Linked DNA regions of Sus scrofa: region 1 is linked to region 2. Evidence: chromatin contacts called from public promoter capture Hi-C data. All regions are on one chromosome and are shown on one strand. The core of a region is the stretch at or near the end of the contact, and the rest is flanking DNA. Distances in the headings are between cores, read along the strand shown.

What was found. Promoter capture Hi-C pulls out the DNA fragments that hold promoters and counts their contacts.
Region 1: a promoter capture Hi-C map of fetal liver shows a contact between it and region 2, with 4 times the contacts expected there. The contact joins the promoter of DSEL here to the promoter of TMX3 in region 2. A contact is called at or near these places in 3 of 5 promoter capture datasets (fetal liver, fetal skeletal muscle and liver), 8 of 47 Hi-C or Micro-C datasets (blood, embryonic fibroblasts, heart right ventricle and 2 more) and 2 of 2 datasets of contacts at active chromatin or transcription factors (alveolar macrophages and skeletal muscle).

Annotation. Positions count from the first base shown.
Region 1 is chr1:154,917,996-154,922,497 of Sscrofa11.1, reverse strand. It overlaps DSEL (dermatan-sulfate epimerase-like protein), which reads right to left and starts at 3,166. Exons shown (of 3, transcript XM_021099387.1): 1 at 2,807-3,166; 2 at 1-1,989. The coding sequence starts at 1,118. It overlaps LOC110261617 (a long non-coding RNA gene), which reads left to right and starts at 3,427. Exons shown (of 3, transcript XR_002345981.1): 1 at 3,427-3,533.
Region 2 is chr1:153,985,238-153,989,889 of Sscrofa11.1, reverse strand. TMX3 (protein disulfide-isomerase TMX3) reads right to left here and starts at 1,870. Exons shown (of 16, transcript XM_005654478.3): 1 at 1,608-1,870; 2 at 630-684. The coding sequence starts at 1,653.

The DNA.
Region 1 (4,502 bases), core at 1,917-4,416, 930 kb before region 2:
GGTCCATCTTTAGGTCGGTGCCTTCTGATCTGCTGAGCTAACCAATTTCCAGCTCCATTCTTTAAGATGAACTTATCCAGAAAAACTAATTGGCTCTCTGGACCATAAAACCAATTATAATTGGAATCTGCTATACCCACAGTTCTTTGGAAGCCTGGCAAAAGGGTAGCATAATAGAACCAAAAGTGCATTTTTAACCAATTATTATCTAAGTTGTTGATATTAAAATGGCGCTGGGCCAGAAAGACATACTGTGTGACTGATTTAGCTGTGTAGCTTCCATAGGCCACACCTTCATCCAGAGAACCATCGACAATATGATTCAACAGAAACATTGTCTTTTCCATCACATCTACTACCACCTGTTTCCAGAGATTTACTTGAGAGCCTTTATCAACCCCAGTCACCAAGGCCCCGGTGAGTAATGCTATCATATTAGTAGCTTGGTGGTTATGAAGAAGTTGTTTGCCCCATGAGCGGACCTTGGAATACTCATACATTTCTTCAGTAATAGCCCATATTTTTCCTAGGTATTTTTGTCTTCGATGATCATCTAATAAGTTATATAAAAAGTCAAAGGCAGTGGCAAAACCTGTTAAGGAATGGCCAACTGGAACCTCATCTCCTGGTGCATTCTCCACCAGCCAGTCCTTGTAGCCAACCATCCTGTCCATATATTCCAAGACAAATTCAAAGGCAACTTTGTCTTCTGGGCACAACAAACAGTACAAAGCTAAAGGAGGCAGATTGTTACCATAAATTTCATTCCACTTGGCAGCAAAATCAGCATGCTTGGGTGGAGGTAGGTAGTATGTTGGGTTGGACAGCATAACTGTCACTGCACTTCTAATAGCTCTAAAAAGATGCACATGGCTTGTGCGAGACTTCTGTCTCATTGCTTGGATCTCTCCGGCATCAAAATATAAATGTGGATGAAGCATACTTTTCTTCAGCTTTTGGTTGGGTCTGATATCTTGCACTTTCTGTGTCTTAAACTGATCTATGTCATCTGTGAAAACTGCCCAGTCAGAGTAATTGCTCACAGATTCCTCAAAAGTAGAGAAAGCAAACATCACTAACACTAAAAATAAGAAATGTCCTGTAAACATTAACGCCATGATCCATCGGGGAGTTCCTCTCCTTAGGCGTACGTGTCACACACAGCACTCAATGTGTTTCCCATCTGGTGAGTTTAAAACATACATTTAAGGCCTTGATAAAACAAAGACTGTAAATCACATACGCTGTGAAATCCAGCTAACATTCTGCTCATTCAAAATAAGCACAGTCACCAAAAAGAAAACTTATACTGTGGGTCTGTGTCCCTGACGCAGTACTGCTTTCAATAAAGCTTCAAGGAAGGTTAAAACCTCTAATTTTCCCATATCACACAGCAAACAGAGGTCAAACATACTATGAATTCACAATTTACTTCCTTGACATCAATCTACCTAACTTGACGAGTCAAGAAACACACGTTGTGAAAAAGAAAAAGCACTCCCAAATCCAAATTAAGAAATCATTCCTGCCGTAGGATACCACCACCTGTGATAGGATGCCTGATGCCTTTGCTTGTGTGTGTCCAGAGAAGTTGATGAAGTACTGAAATTCTTGGAGAGGATTAGGTTGTTACTCCTCTCAGCTTTTTACACTTCCTGCTTTGAGAATTTTTTCTTCCTCCATTTTTGAGATAAAAATATCCTCAACAAGTGTTCAAAGTCCTACTTGGTTTTAAAACACTCAAAATTCTTGCCCTCATTTCAGATCTGTCTTTCCAGGCTTACTTACTCATCAGCCCATTATGACCCAGAGAAAGCATTTTCCTGTCTTCGTTTATCAGCTTCATCAGTATGACTAGGAAAATCTCATCTCTTCAGCCACCTAGGTACTTCTCTTCCAATCATGAAGTAACCACCAACTGGGAAAGAAAACTCCCCTTTCACCAACAGTGAGGTCTCCTTTCTGCTCCTTTTTCATGACACTCTTTTTCTGGAGGAAAAACAAAACAAATTCTCTGAAGCTACTGGTAGGCTGGGAATGGACAAAAACGGAAGATTTAAATGCTCTACCATCCCTTCATAGAAATTTTAGAATCACAATAAAATCTGTTATTAAGTACAATCTAAGTTTGACCAAATGATTCTTTTTTCTTCTTATACTTTTCAATGCACACATTAGGATAACAATGAATAGTGGCAGAAGACAAGCGCTACAAGACAGAACTTACCCCGGAGTATTTAACTGTGTGGCTTGCTTTTAGTCTTGTAAAATGTTTTTAATTCAAGTGCAGTTAATACAAGGTGAGTCCTGCTGTCATTCTTGTTTGGATCATGAAGGACTCAGAGACAAAAAGCGAAAGTTGAAAGGACCATTTTGATTCAGTTCGAGGGTTTAGGTTTCAAGGGATCAGAAGGTGTCTTTGCAAGGGGAACTACCAAGAACAGGCACTTTTCTCCAAGGAGAAGTCATGACAACGTGTGGGAGCTCTGCTCCAATCTCTCTCGCCTGTGCCTCGTTTTACATCCTTACAAGAAGCCACCAGAGGGAGCTCAGACCCAGACTTAAGGAGCGGCTTCGCAGCTGCCCGTCTTGGCTTCTGAAGAACCTAAGCAAGTTTCAGTCTTGGACAAGTCTCCTCTCTGTGGGAAACATTAACGCTAGGAGTTTCCTGATCCGCCCTGCCTGCCTGTTGCATTTTTTTTTATTCGCTTCCTACGAACAGGCCAACTCTATCCCCCGCTCCCCATCCCCGACCTCCGGCTGTGGATTGGGGACAAGAGACCCCTAAATGGCCGAGTCTGCTTACCTTGGTAGGTCTGGATGGGGTCTCCCGGCAGCGGTGGGCCCCAACGAGACGGAGGCGGAGAGTTCGAGAAAACTGCTCTGCACAAGGAAACGGGCCGCTTGGTCCCCGGCAGGGCTCCCCGCGCCCCCTGCCCGGCACCCCCAGCGCTCCAACAGGCTGTGGCCCCGCGCTCGTCTCCCGCCCGGCACTGGACACGCCCGCTCTCGGGAAACGCCGGACGCCCCCGGGCAGCCCCGGACCGCAGAAGGCAGATGCGCGCGCCGTGGGCGCTCTCGGGGGACGCAGTGTCCAGCGGAGCGCTGGCGTCCCCAGGTCCCAATGCCGCCGCGGCCGCCGCTCCTCAGTGCCAGCTCCGGCGGCGCGGCCCGGAGAGGGCGAGAGACGGCGACGCGGGCAGGGGGCGGGGCGGGAACGAAACGAGGGCGGGGCAGGGGCGGGGCCTCTGGGCCTGGGAGGGCGAGGGACCGCGAGTCGGGCTGTGGGCGGGGCGGGAAAAGATGGGGCGTGGCCTCAGGGCCTCGGGCCTCCGGGAGAGCGAGAGCAGGAGATCTGGGGTGCAGGTTGTGGGGCGGGGCTGGAGAGAGGCGGGGCAGGGGGGTGGGGCCAGCGGCCCCCCCGCCCCCGAGATCCGAACCGGAGGAGTCTCTTAAGCTTGCGTGTTCCCGGCTGCAGTGGCTGCCTTGCGGTATGGGACGAGCGGGGCCCGAGCGGGCGGAAATTTGAGAGTGTGAGTGTCTGAAGACTTCTCCCGGCTGGCGGGAGGTCTCTGCTGATATTTCCCCTTTGGTTGTAAGGAAAGGACGATCAAACAGGGCTCGGAGGGAGAGGGAGATGAGAGAATGTTCTGGGTAGGATTAGAACTGTTGGGAGAAGCGGGCCGGGCAGGATGACGCTGTGGGATATCGGGAAGCACCCTTTAGGAACGACTGAGCAGTGAATGAATGTGAGTCAGCCTGGCTGAGGTTGGTGTCATTTAGAAATGCAAAATCAATGTACCAGATTAATATGACACTGACCTCCAGAGCACAGATACTAAAAATCAGAGGAAAACAAAAAAGACTAATCACCTTTATTGATTGAAATAAGTTCTCCAGCGGTATAAATATGGAAAATATGGGACAAACAGATGAAAGGAATCTCTTTCTTATTAAAGAAATGGAACCTGGAATTAAGACCCACAGGCATCGAAGAAAGTGTGGCTCAGGTACCATCATATGTGTGTGCAATTCCAGACTTTGGTACTCGTAGAGCAGCGGTGACTCCTATGTTACCGGACATAGGGAACTTCTCAGACATCTGAGATTACATTTCAGCAGGAGTCAACCTAAGGTTTGCCCTCTACCATCACAGATAACTTAGTAATAATAGGAAAACTGTGAAATATCAATTGTTTCAAATGAACAACCCCTCCCCAGTTGGGAATTGATGACACCTTCAGTTTCCTCCTATTCCATCCCATTTTGGTAAAATGAACAGATGTGCCTATTAAAAAGTGAGTGCCTTAGATCACTTAGTGGTAAAACCAAGCAGTAGATGTTGCTGGCAGAATAAATTTCAAAATAATTCACCTGGGAGGTGAAATGTGGCCTCTATCTCCTCATCGGTCTTCTCTTTTATCTCCTTGGGGACCCTCCTCCAGTCCAAATAGCCAAACTGGCTTTTGTTTTGGTGCTTTCATAACTATGCTTATCCTGTT
Region 2 (4,652 bases), core at 621-3,120:
TTGGCTGTGTACCAAATCTGGTGTGGGGAGGGCAGCTTCCCCCTGGAGGCCTGCCAGCAAAAGCCTAGTAATTGCTGGAGTCAGGCGTGAAAAATCATGCACAGGATTTTGGATTGAGGCAGGATTTCACCTGCTATAAACAATGACTTGTGATTAATGCTGTGTTACTATGTGGTTACCAAATTCCAGCACCCACTTAGTAGCAACTAAAGGCAAAATATATAACAAATATACAAGGTAAAATGGTTAAAATAGAAGAGTGCCATTTTTTTTTTTTTTTGATCTTTTAACTGTCCTTAAAACTCTTTTGCGCCCAATCCTGTTTTGTATATATAGCACTGATGGCAATTTCTGGAACAAAATTACTGTTGTATTAACACTGGCCATTACTGTCTCTATTATCAAAGGATTAGATTCATACTATGTTGTACGCTTTAAGCTAATATATTTTACATCACCTATACTTAAAAAAATTTCTAACTCCATACGGAATTAGAAAATTATGTGGTGTAGATTAAGTGCTCGATAAGACAAGATAATTTTTTAAAAATATTAGATTCATACAAATATTTTGGTAACATCTCAGTTGGAAAAAGTTTAAGACACTATTTAAAAACATATATACTCACGATTCATCTAAATCTTCTACAAATCCTTTACAGAATGCCACATCAAGTAAAAAAACTGAAAAAGAAAAGAATAAATGCTGATTTACCTTCTGGCTTACATACTTAGTCACCTATAAAATATTTTGTTTTTTTACAACCTATCAAAACATCATCATTTATCTATCCCAGGGCACAAGCATTGTTCACCTGTTTAAAAAATATTTAATCTGCATGCAACGACATTTTGACAGCAAGTTCTACGTAAACTAAAAAATCTAAGGCACGGAAGTTCTTTTTTTACATATTTTTACTTTCATCCTATTTTTCCCTTTTACTTTTCCATCTTTTTGTAGTAAAGATGAAAATTCATCTTCTTCATCTCCTTTTCTCTAGCAGAATTTATCTCTATAAATTTCAAACACCATTCAAAAGACTACCCCTCTCACCACTGATATATAGAAACAAAATTGAGCTACACTTCTAATACTGACTACAGAATGTAGTGGGAACTAAGAGGCTGCTCTGTAAGTGGCCATATCACGGTGAGAACCGGGGTACTTCTGATGATGGCACGAGGCTGGGAAGGGCCAACACACGTTCAGATCAGTTCTCACACCGCACAGCCCGTAAGACCTGACCGTAATCGGTCCTTGACCCTCCCTCTCTTTAGCCCCCGCGAAGGTTAAAAACTCTTCAGATGTGACAAAATTAAGAACCTAAAGGCAAAGCAAGGTTTGGCCACTAGTGAAGGAGTCGGCGCTTCTGAAACTTCTTGCCGAACCGAGAACAGAAACCACTGCAAGGCACGGGTCTCCTGTGAAGCTGCGCTGGGGGAGGACCGTAAGGCTGCCGGTCACCGGACCACCATCAGGAGAGTACTTCGGCGGCAACCCCCTCAGGCCTCTCGCCCCCACTGCCGAGACCCTGCTCCAGCCCCGCACCCTATCCCACCTGGGCGAGGGTCCCCGCCCCCTCCCGCACCGCCCAAGCGGCCTTTACCTGTGGCGCACAGCCCCAAGGCGGCCCCGCGACTCCGAGCCGCCATGCTCGCCGCAAAGGAGCTGCAAAAGCCGACACTGCGGAGGGAAGAGAAAAGAACACCGGCGGCCGCCGCCTGCGCTTCCGGAAAGGGAAGCCGGCTGGCCTGTGCCCGTAAGGGAAGCTCGGCGCTAGGGGCGGGGGCGCAGCAGGCCGGCCTCTGGTATCCTCCCAAGAACCGCCACCTCGCCTCTGAGCATGCGCGGAACTACAGCGCCTGCGCGGAACTGGAACGCATGCGCGGTCACGACTTCAAAGCAGCGCCCTGGCTTCCTCCGGGAGCGTGGGAACCTGGAGCGGGGGCGCCTTCCTTTGGGGGCGGAGTGGTGTGTGGGGACTAGGATAGAGGGACTTCCGGAAAATTAAATGCCCGCTGTTTTCTGCGCGGAAGGTGAGGTAGACTGAACGCTTGAGATTGGATTTTGTCACCTCTCACCTGCTGCTCATGTGCCGTTAGCAATCAAATTCGTGAAAAGAGGTCTGTGTTAGCTATGGGTAGAAAGAAGCTGTGGATTGCTGCGTGACTTTCCATGTATCTCCATAATGAATTTGAAATCTTTCACCCTGTTTGCAAAATGGGAGATCTGTTTTATGGTAGTAAGCTCCATTAATGTGTTTTTGCCAACTAAAATAGTCCCTTTAAAAGAACTGTTTCTCTTGAAATTTGAAAACATGAAGTTGATTGAAGGACATAATTTTTTGATAATTTGTTCCTGTTCTCTTGTTAAAATAAGTAAAATACTCGCTATAAGGTGTTAATATTGCAGTTTTTCTACATAACAAAAGTAATTTATAAAAGCAGTACAGCTTTATACAATAGTGACTGCTGCAGGAACTGCATCTGACTTAGATCAAAATTTTATAGGAGGTGAAATAGAGGATTTAGATTAAGTCAGTTATTGAACGGTGTGTTACGAGGACAGAAATGGATTATGATGTCAGCCCACTCACCTTAGGTTCAAAATTCCACCAGGAAGAAATCCCATAAAACACCTGCTGTTCTTAATGATTAGAAGATTAAGTTGTAATCTGATTGAGAGCAAGCCCTAGGTTTCAGCCTTTTCATGGAATCTGCATAGTATCCAGTGCAGGCCTTTGGCAGATTCAAATATTATATTTTTAAATTGAGCATATAGTTTATTCTAAGAGTTTAACATACATAAATATTTAATCTTCATTGAAAGTTCTCAAAGTAAGAAATAGTATAAATGAGGATCCAGGGTCATAGAAAAGGTAATTGGCTTAATAATTTAAAATAATGGGGTTGCTATTTGACATAAAGTGTCAGACTCTAGTGCTGGCATTCTTTCTGTTACAGGATACTATTAGGATTTTTTTCTGCCCTAGAATTTTCTCCCTCCCTCTTCCCTGTCTCCTTTTTCAGTCACCCTATTTTGGTTAATGGTACAAATGTTTGACCAATTTCTCCAGAAGTTATGCTAGGCACTTCCCAACTTAATATTTTCCATATTCAACTGGTTGCCACATCTTGTTGCTTTTATTGCCTAAATATCTCTTCAATTTGTCCCCTTTTTTTTCCATCTCCATTACCACCAGGTCAAGTTCTCTTCTTCTCTCACTTGGATAATTGAAATAGCCTCCTAAACGGGCTCCTAGACTTTAGTTTCACCTTGAAGGCAACCTGTGCATCACTTGCTAGATTGATGTTTCAGAAATCTAGCAACTTTAATATAAAATCACTTTACTTTAAACTTTAACATTACTCGATGGGATACAGAATGAAATAGCTCTCTAGGAGTTCCCATCGTGGCTCAATGGAGAAGAATCTGATTAGCATCGATGAGGACACAGGTTCGATCCCTGGCTTCACTCAGTGGGTTAAGGATCTGCTTTGGCGTGAGCAGTGGTGTAGGTTGCAGATGTGGCCCGGATCTGGCGTTGCTATGGCTGTGGTATAGTCCAGCAGCTACAGCTCTGATTTGACCCCTGGCCTGGGAACCTCTGTATGCTGTGCGTGTGGCCCTAAAGAGACAGAAAAAAAAAAAAAAGAAAAAGAAAGAAAGAAAGAAAAATAGCTCTCTATACTATGTGCTAGTACTTTCATCATCTATTGTTTACTGTACCTTCCCTCCCTTTGTCCCATCCTCCCCAACTCTGTACCGCTAATAACAGTACCCCACTGAACCAGCCATGCTATTTTCATCCCTTGAAGCTTGCATAAAATAATCTGCATCAGTTACATTGAGTATTATTACCACGTTTGCTATCTTAGTAAAAATCTTCTATGTTGCATTTTCTTTAAAAATGGCTTTATTTTTTAAGAGCAGTTTTAGGTTCACAGCATAATTGAAAGTACAAAGGTATCCCTCCAAAATAAATAAACTAAAAAATTACTCTCATCCATTTCAAAATTGCACAACATGTAAAAAATACGATTTTTTAAAAATTTCCATCACAACTTAAATTATCCTGTGGAGATCAACAAAAAACATTCTCCGGAGTGCCTGTTGTGGCTCAGAGGTAATGAACCCAACTAGTGTCCATGCTGATTTGGGTTTGATCCCTGGTCCTGCTCAGTGGGTTAAGAATCCAGCATTGCTGTGAGCTTTGGTATAGGTTGCAGATCTGGTATTGCCGTGGCTGTGACATAGACCAGCTGCTGCAGCTCCAATTTGACCCGTGATCTAGGAACTTTCATATGCCATGGGTGCAGCTCTAACACACACACAAAAACATTCTTGACCTAGGCCTCTGCTTTCAGATAGCATAACTATTAGCCATATGTGGCAGTTGAGCTCTTGAAATGTAGCTAGTGTGATGGTTACTGAATAATGGCTTTTTTAACTTTAATAAACTTAAATTTTAAAACTGATTCTTGATTCAGTTACTGGGAAACATTTAAGTATGGCTGGAAAAAACTAAATATTGGATTTTGAGGACAGTGTGAAAAAGAATGTAAATTTCTCAAAAAAATGATGAAATTATGTTGAATATTTGAGTATGCATTCCTAAAATATATTAAAATTAATTTCTCCTATTTCCATT